3 separate regions of the Gossypium hirsutum genome follow, and regions 1 and 3 are each linked to region 2. A link is a contact called in public Hi-C data. All regions are on one chromosome and are shown on one strand. Each heading gives the region's core, a stretch centred on a gene start, on an enhancer-like site or on the middle of the called end of the contact. The rest is flanking DNA. Distances are from core to core; before and after follow the strand shown.

Region 1 (2,700 bases), core at 192-2,691, 360 kb before region 2:
TTGGCTTCCAATTGCGCTTGCTTGGGAATATCCAAGAAGGTTTGGATCAATTTTATCGTTTGCTTAATTTTATTCGTCAGAAAATAAAAAAAAACAGAAATGTATAATCTACACAATTCTATAAAAATTTGGAAACAAAGAAAAATTGTTTTGAATATAAAGAATTCAATTTATGTTTAGATTTGATTAAGGATATGACTTTTTATATTGATTAGTTAGATCCAATTTTAGTTTCAAAATTAGGTTTATTCAAATCAAGATTTGATTAAGAATGATTGGTATTCGATTTTGAGTGAAATTTAATTTAGGAATAATTTGAAAGAAACAAGGACTTGATTTGTTTGGTGGGAAAAGATTATATTTTTTTCGTGAAGAATATGAGAAGATAGAAAAATAAAGGGGAAGAAGAAAAGGAAAATAAACAAAATTAAATTGTTAAAAAAATAAAAGTATAGAGACTAGTTTTAACAAATGAAAAAGATAAAAAAAATATCTTAAAAGAAATGGAGAAAGGAGAAAAACAAAGAAAGACACAGAAGAGAATGAAAAATAAAGAAAAAAAGAAAGTTAAAAGAACATAAAAGAAAAAAAATTAAATTACTCAAAATGAAAAAAAATATAAGGACCAATTGTATAATTTAACTTAAAATTTTCATTTGAAATGATGATTTAACGTGCCACGTCAGCTTACCATTACACTGTTAACAACAATTAATTGCTCAGTGACTAAAATGTTCTAACATGATAACGTAAGTGATTAAAATGTAACATTTCAAACATAAGTGACTAAATAAAAGGGACTATTTTAACAATTTACCCTTAATTTAATAATCTTTTTTCACCCACTTTAATATAATATTATATATATTTGTAGGTATGAGATTTAGGAGGAAATGAAAGAATAAAATAGAAGCAAACAGAGCTTTAGTTACGTTTTTACCACAAAATCAGACACACTTTTAAATCGAGATTGGATCGGCATTTGGCTTTAGTATTTAAAGAACAAATAAATGACAAATGGCATCGGCTGTCAATTAATTTTAGCTTTTTCAAAAACACAGCCCACCAAACTCTCCAAACTTCGGTATTTACAACCCACAGAAATATTTTACGTTTACTAACGCCTCCCTCCCCTTCTCCACAAAAAACCACAGCACCGCACCCCTTGTTTTTCATTCTCCACCCTCCCCACCTTTCTTTCCTTTCTTTTTCCTAATTTACTATCATACCCTTTTCTCTCTCTGTTGAAGTAAATAAAAAATAAAAAAAGCGATAATCTTTTCTCACAAGTAATTTATGGTTCCTATAACAAAATAATTGTACAAAAAAAAATCAGAATGATGAAAATTTGGTCATCTACTCTTATTTGAAACGAATTCCTTAAGCAACAGAACATGCTCTAAATTCCACAAAGTTGCTAAATCTACTTTAATCTAAACCAATTTTTTTTTTTTTTATAAAAAAGGAAAAATCAATTTCACAAACTAATGAAAATGAAGTCCTGAATGGCACCACTGCAATTAAAGTAAAGGACTGGGTCAAATATTCTTTCTTCAGATCTATATATAATATTGCAGTATTGCTATCCATGGTAGCAAAAATTCTTGAGACACTGACTCAACTACACTGCCACCATGCAATTCACACACAGCCTAGTCTCTACCAAAACTCTGCCTTGGAGGATCCCAGATGTCCACTGCCGCCGCATCCCTCCACCAACCTCCACCGTCAGATTCTCCCCTATCTCTGCCGTGGCGGCAGCTCCTCCAAAACCTCAAAAAACCCACTCCATGCCACCTGAAAAGCAAGAGATTTTCAAGTCACTAGAAAACTGGGCTACCCAAAATGTGTTACCGCTGCTCAAACCTGTGAAAGAGTGTTGGCAACCCCAGACATTCTTACCTGACCCTGCATTGCCGTTGGGAGAGTTCAACGAGCAAGTGAAGGCCCTGAGACAACGCACTGCGGATCTGCCGGACGAGTATTTCGTGGTGTTGGTGGGGGATATGATTACGGAGGAAGCCTTGCCAACGTACCAGACCATGATCAATACACTTGATGGGGTGAGGGATGACACTGGGGCTAGCTCCAGCCCCTGGGCAATCTGGACTCGGGCTTGGACTGCTGAGGAAAACAGGCATGGGGATTTATTGAAGACTTTCTTGTATTTGTCTGGGAGGGTTGATATGCTTATGATCGAGAGGACTGTGCAGTATCTGATTGGATCTGGCATGGTGAGTTTCTTTTTCAATACTTGTCAGTCTTCATACACGTTTTAGATTAAATTTATCTGTTCTTAATCATTCTTGGAGTATTGTCAATGTTATTATGCAAATTAATTGGTACACTGCATTGCAATTTCAGGATATTCAAACCATTTAATCTTCAATAAAGAAATGAATCTGAAAACACCACAATTTGCACTTAAATACCCTAATGCTACTAATCAAGAAGCATAGATGTTTGATGAATTATAAGTGAGAAAAAGTAACGCATGTGACATCCATACATTTGTTTTGGTTTGACAGGATCCTGGAACCGAAAACAACCCATACTTGGGTTTCGTGTACACTTCATTCCAGGAGCGAGCCACGTTCGTGTCCCACGGCAACACGGCACGGTTAGCCAAGGAAGATGGGGACCCAGTCCTGGCACGCATCTGCGGCACCATCGCCGCAGACGAGAAGCGGCATGAGCTGG
Region 2 (2,700 bases), core at 83-2,582:
ATCTGATTGTATAGAAACCTCTAAGTTCCATTTAACAAGTTTTAATATTTTCACTCCATCCCCAAAAGAAAGAGATAATTCAGTCTCCTCTAACAAGTCTTTAGTATTTTTCAGTTTACCCATCACCGTATTGATCATACTCATATCAAACTTTTCTTTTTATCTAACCAACACCAGCTATTTTTTTTGTAACTAGAAAATTAAACCACTATTAAACTGTCAAACCCCTCTAACCTATCTCCCCTTTCCAAATTATCCACCTCAACACATGGATTTTGACTAATCTATCCATCAAATCAATAACGTAATTTATGGAGATAAATTAGCTATTGAATCCCCAGAAATTTGCCGCATATTATTTGTTTCCAAAAAAATAGGTGTCTTTTCCAAACTTGCTTCCTTCTTCTTATGTTAATCCTTTCTCGGTACCTCCGTAGAAGAGCCACCATCTTTACTCATCGCTTCATCACCCGTATAATAACACTGATTCATTGTCTTTTTCGTCGAGAAACTAAACTTTAAACTTTTTCTTCTTAATAAAGATGATTCAGCTTTAAGCACCAAAGAATAAGGAAGATCATCTTCCGCCTTTTTATGATCTTCAGACGAGATCGCCATATAGTCCTTAACCCTATGACCCAAATGACCACAACCAAAGCAGAAAGTCAGAAGATTCTCATATTTGAAAGAGAGCCAAAATTTTCCCTGATTATCTGATGTGACAAAAATCCCTCTACTCAATGGTCTTTACACATCTAAAGATTAACTTTTAATCGGTAGAACTCACCTTTGATTTCTGATCGAATTACTCCCCCAAAAGTGGAACCAACAGCATGCATCAAGTCCTTTTTATCACACTCTGGCGGACACGGGTCAATCTTTAGCCAGAAAGGCAAAAAGATAAGGTGGATCTTATTTCGTTCGATAGATTGTAACAGCCAATCAAAAATAATTAATTGTTTTCAAAAAAACCATGGGCAACCTTCCAAAATCTACTCTAAATCCTCTTCAGCTTCGAACATTATCATGAATAAATTTTGTCCAGCAACTTGAATCTCGAACTTCTTTTTGGTTTTCCATATACTCTTCTTTTGTGCTCTCAGACTATCCGGATTGTAAGTTTTCCTAGTCTAGATAGAACAAATCAACGTTGGATTTTCAGACGGAACTACTAACGAACTTTTCACCGTTAATTGAATCAGTTCTTCTTCAAGAAAGGATATCTCATCCCCCCTTCCATACTCCCAAAGTCACCACTCGCCTCCTACCCAACCACAGTACTTACTGTTTCTTTGGGAGAACTAAAAGAGAGCACTCTCTAATTTTTAAGTTATAATCTGCCTATCAAAATCAAAGTTTTATAAGTTCATATGAACAACAAATAAAATTTCATGTGTGTAATTGCCACCAAATTGAAGCTCATATATCAAATTGCACATTGAATGAAAATTTAAGTGTAAAGTTGATTTATCCCTATAATAAAAGAAAGGCTTAAGGGTAAAATAAACCCTTAGTAAAAAATGAAAAAAGAAATCAATTGAGCCCTTAAAAAAGAGTGCATTCTATTGAGTCATTAATGATAAAAAATAATAATCAATTGGACCCTTCTGTTAATGGAAACCGTTAGTTGATTGGATTGACCATTAAAAGTGTGACTAACGATAGCCATCAAGAGACGACATGTTGCATGCCACGTGAAAGGATGTTGATGTGGCAAGCCACAACAACATTTTTTTTAAGAAAATTATAAAAATAATAATTAATAAAAATTACATCTTGAATGAATCCAGACATATGGTTGTCCAAATTGGTTCTAGATGAGTTCAAAACTAAAAAAATTAGAAATTATAAAAAAAATATTAAAATTTATTTAATAATTAATAAAAAGAAAAAATATTAAAAAAGAAAAAAATCAAATATATATTTACTTTTTATTAGTAATTTATATATATTTGAATTTTAAAAATTTCAAAGTGAAAAATTAAATTAATAATTTTTATTATGTATATATAAAAATTTATTATTTAAGCCAAATATATCTATAAAATTGAGATACCATATCATCTTGTATCCCATTCCAATAATTGTATGCCATAACATTATTTCCTTTCATCTTATTGTAGGGACCACCTAAGATAATATATATTATTAATAAAATTAATGTTTCGAAGTATAAACAAATTAAGAAAATATGGTAAATTTAATTAAAAATAAACAAAAAAAATTGCTTCCTGCCTTACAACCATCATAATATGAATTTTTAGATTCACTCTTTTTATTGAGAAATTATTTTATGGACCCTTTCCACCACATCATTTATGGTCCCGTCCAATTCAAAGAGGACATATAATCTTTTTTTCCACATTATATGTATATTTGGACTAAACTTCTAAACCAAAGATGATGTGTCCTTTTTAATTGGATGAATGATGTGGTGAAAATGGGCCATAAAATAATTCATCCTTTTGATTCAACTTCTTTTTACATCCATCTTTTTTATTTTTTAAAATTTTAGAAATATTAGGTGATAATCATTTGGAGGTAAATTGATACATTCACGGATGAGATAAAATTTATTAAATTTCATTTATCAAAGTTGTCAATTTTCAAGTTTGGAAAATCAGTTGAATTGTAACCAATTTTTTATGGGATCTAGGCATATTTTGTAACATCCTGCCCAGCGATGCCCTCATATTCGAG
Region 3 (2,700 bases), core at 193-2,692, 490 kb after region 2:
TTGACATGCCAAATGTTATGATTGGTCAAAAATTCAGTCAAGATGCATTCTTGAATTATGGATCGGCATATGGCATCCATACAAACTGTAGTACGAATTTATAAAATTTAACACGTGCCTGATATTTAATTTCAAATATTGTAGTATGGGTTGTTGATCTAATGCTAGCTAGATTTCCTCGAGCTCGGTTGGTATACTTGTGTGTCTCGTGCAATTGTTCCACCTATTCAAATAATATGTTTTTTTTTCAAATTTATAATAATGAAATAAATATTACGGTAATTATATTATCAAATGAATTTTACCATATTACAAGTGGGAATTCATAAAGGGGTCTCCTCGGGCTGTAAAAATGGTAATCGATACCATGCTCACAGTTGATGAATAAGCACCCAACTGTCAATTTTAACTTTTTCTAGTTTTGTCGCCTGACACATCTCTCAGTCTAATGTTGCTTGCACCGATGATCCCCAATTGAGTCGTCCCACTTTTTTCAAGTCAACTAGTAGTAATAGTCACCTTAAATGTACCAATTCTCGAGATTTATCTAGCATAAGTAGACCCCCGATCAACCTCAAGATGAATGCGCACGCGAATTGTTATTTTTCAACATCACTCGCGGAGGCCATTATATGTTTGAAGTTGCCCTCCAACCATCTCATCTCGATCTGACTACCCTTAAACTTGTTCGATACCTTCCTTAGTAGTTGCTCGCATGTTGCACTCCAATCGACACTTGCCACTAGCCCCGTAACTAATTTCCCATCGACTGGTAGACTGAGTTTTAAACCAACGTCCTCAAATGTACACTCACCGTAGAGAAGATGGAATGTGTGTCTCGGGTCTCCATCTTTCCACCAAAACACTGATAAGTGGGGGATCCAATTTAGTCCCTTGAGCATGCGAGCCACGTATGAGAGTCTCTTATCTCGCAAGTGTCCATGAATTGCAACTAATGCACTCACACTTAAATTGTGTATGTCTCAAAAATCCAATCTTAGACCTGATTATATAAACATAAAAAATTAATAAGGTTAACAACATAATAAATAGCTAATTAAAATTAAATAATTTAATAATATTTTCTTATAATTTGTAATTGAATGTCAGAGATGTACTTATCATCCAACCGGATAAATTGATTTGCCAGTTTACATTATAAGGAATAAAATAAAATCAAATAGAATATAATTTAGAAAAAAAATATTGAAAGAATTGAGAATCGATATTTGAGAGAATAAATTCATATTCAAAATAATGAAATTTAGAGGAATTTATATAAGAAAAAAATATGAGGGATAGAGTGTAATCTTTGAACTTGTAACCGTTACAAGAAAAAAAAATATAACATTGCCCTAATTTACTCAATTTTAAAACAAAAACAGCATATATGTTTAATTCACCCCGAATAGTGTAATAAAAAAACCTGGAAAAGGAAAAATAAAGGGGAGGGCGGGGGGTTTACTATTTACAAATAAAGAAGGTGATGGAAGCGTATTTTCCAAATCACCTAGAAAAAGGAAAAATAATAAAATCTCCAAAATAAGGGTTTCTTGTTGGTGTGTGTCTGCCGTCCTCACATACTTCCTTTCTCTTCTCTTCCCTTTGCTCTCCCGCAGAAGAGAGGGAATATCTTATTTTTTGTTTCTTGGCTCTCTATATTCCCAAATCTTAATTTTTATTTTTCGATCTCTTTATATTCAGATTCAGTGTTTTACACATCGCTTCTGTTTCTGATCCGACGACGGAGATTGAGTTTCTTGTCAAAAAGACCGAGGTATGCAGCAGGGTGATCAGATGGTGTTAAGCTTAAGACCTGGTGGTGGTCGAGGGAGCAGACTCTTTGGTGCTCCCTCTTCTTCATCCTCCTCCTCTTCGTTAGCCTTTGGTTCCCTTTCTTCTGATCTTCCCGTCTTTCGTCCCCATGCTGGTGCTCCTCCCGCCTTTTCTATCAAGGTTCTATCTTGTTATCCTTTCTCTATTCAGAACCCATATCTCAGTTTTTCTGGATCTAGTCTTTTTTATATCTCTTATTTTATTGGGTTCTGATTGATTTTGTCTGGGTTGGTCTTTTTAGATGTTTTGGTATTGGATTTGAATGGTTGTTCCTTTTAAATTGCTAGTCTGCCAGCTGTTAGTTAGGCTGTGCACTTTGGAAGATCGACGATATTAGCAAGTAGATTTGAGTTTACATTGCTATTGTTGGTTCTATAACTTACGTTTGAGATAAATATTGCTTTTGTTTTTTGTTTGAAAGGCTCTAATTTATTCCTTTGTGCTCTTAGTAGCAAACCTGGTATTCTCCGAATTTCTTTTAGCACTTACCAACGAATGAATATAGAAATGCCTATTAGTAGAATTAGCTTTGCCCTAATTCTTCATTGGGCACTTAGTATTTCTGCTTGCTGTAAACATGGACAAGGTAAATTGTGATGGCTTTAGGTCATGTCTGAGCTTTTTTTGCCCATAAAGGACCACTTCATATTGTTTATACAGATTTTTCCTAATTGTGGGTTAATCCTCTTTTCTGTGTTCTTATGGCTATGTACGATGATATTTTGATATATTTTGATGGTAATGTACGGTGATATTTTGATATGCAATTTAATTGGATACATAGTGATCAAGTAAACCTACTTGTGGAGTTTTTTTAATCTCCATTAATGGTTTGTATGAGAGCATAATTTATTGTTATAATTG

What was found. A called contact is a pair of places that touch in the nucleus more often than the background predicts.
Region 1: a contact with region 2 is called in a Hi-C map of leaf, with 1.7 times the contacts expected there. The contact joins the promoter of LOC107950692 here to the promoter of LOC107950689 in region 2. A contact is called at or near these places in 2 of 34 Hi-C or Micro-C datasets (both in leaf).
Region 3: a contact with region 2 is called in a Hi-C map of leaf, with 2.2 times the contacts expected there. The contact joins the promoter of LOC107950683 here to the promoter of LOC107950689 in region 2. A contact is called at or near these places in 2 of 34 Hi-C or Micro-C datasets (leaf and petal).

Annotation. Positions count from the first base shown.
Region 1 is chrD03:23,976,123-23,978,822 of Gossypium_hirsutum_v2.1, reverse strand. It overlaps LOC107950692 (stearoyl-[acyl-carrier-protein] 9-desaturase 6, chloroplastic), which reads left to right and starts at 1,441. Exons shown (of 2, transcript XM_016885592.2): 1 at 1,441-2,234; 2 at 2,529-2,700. The coding sequence starts at 1,635.
Region 2 is chrD03:23,620,177-23,622,876 of Gossypium_hirsutum_v2.1, reverse strand. LOC107950689 (vacuolar protein sorting-associated protein 45 homolog) reads right to left here and starts at 1,332. Exons shown (of 14, transcript XM_016885584.2): 1 at 788-1,332; 2 at 1-631.
Region 3 is chrD03:23,125,619-23,128,318 of Gossypium_hirsutum_v2.1, reverse strand. It overlaps LOC107950683 (eukaryotic translation initiation factor), which reads left to right and starts at 1,442. Exons shown (of 11, transcript XM_016885577.2): 1 at 1,442-1,956. The coding sequence starts at 1,780.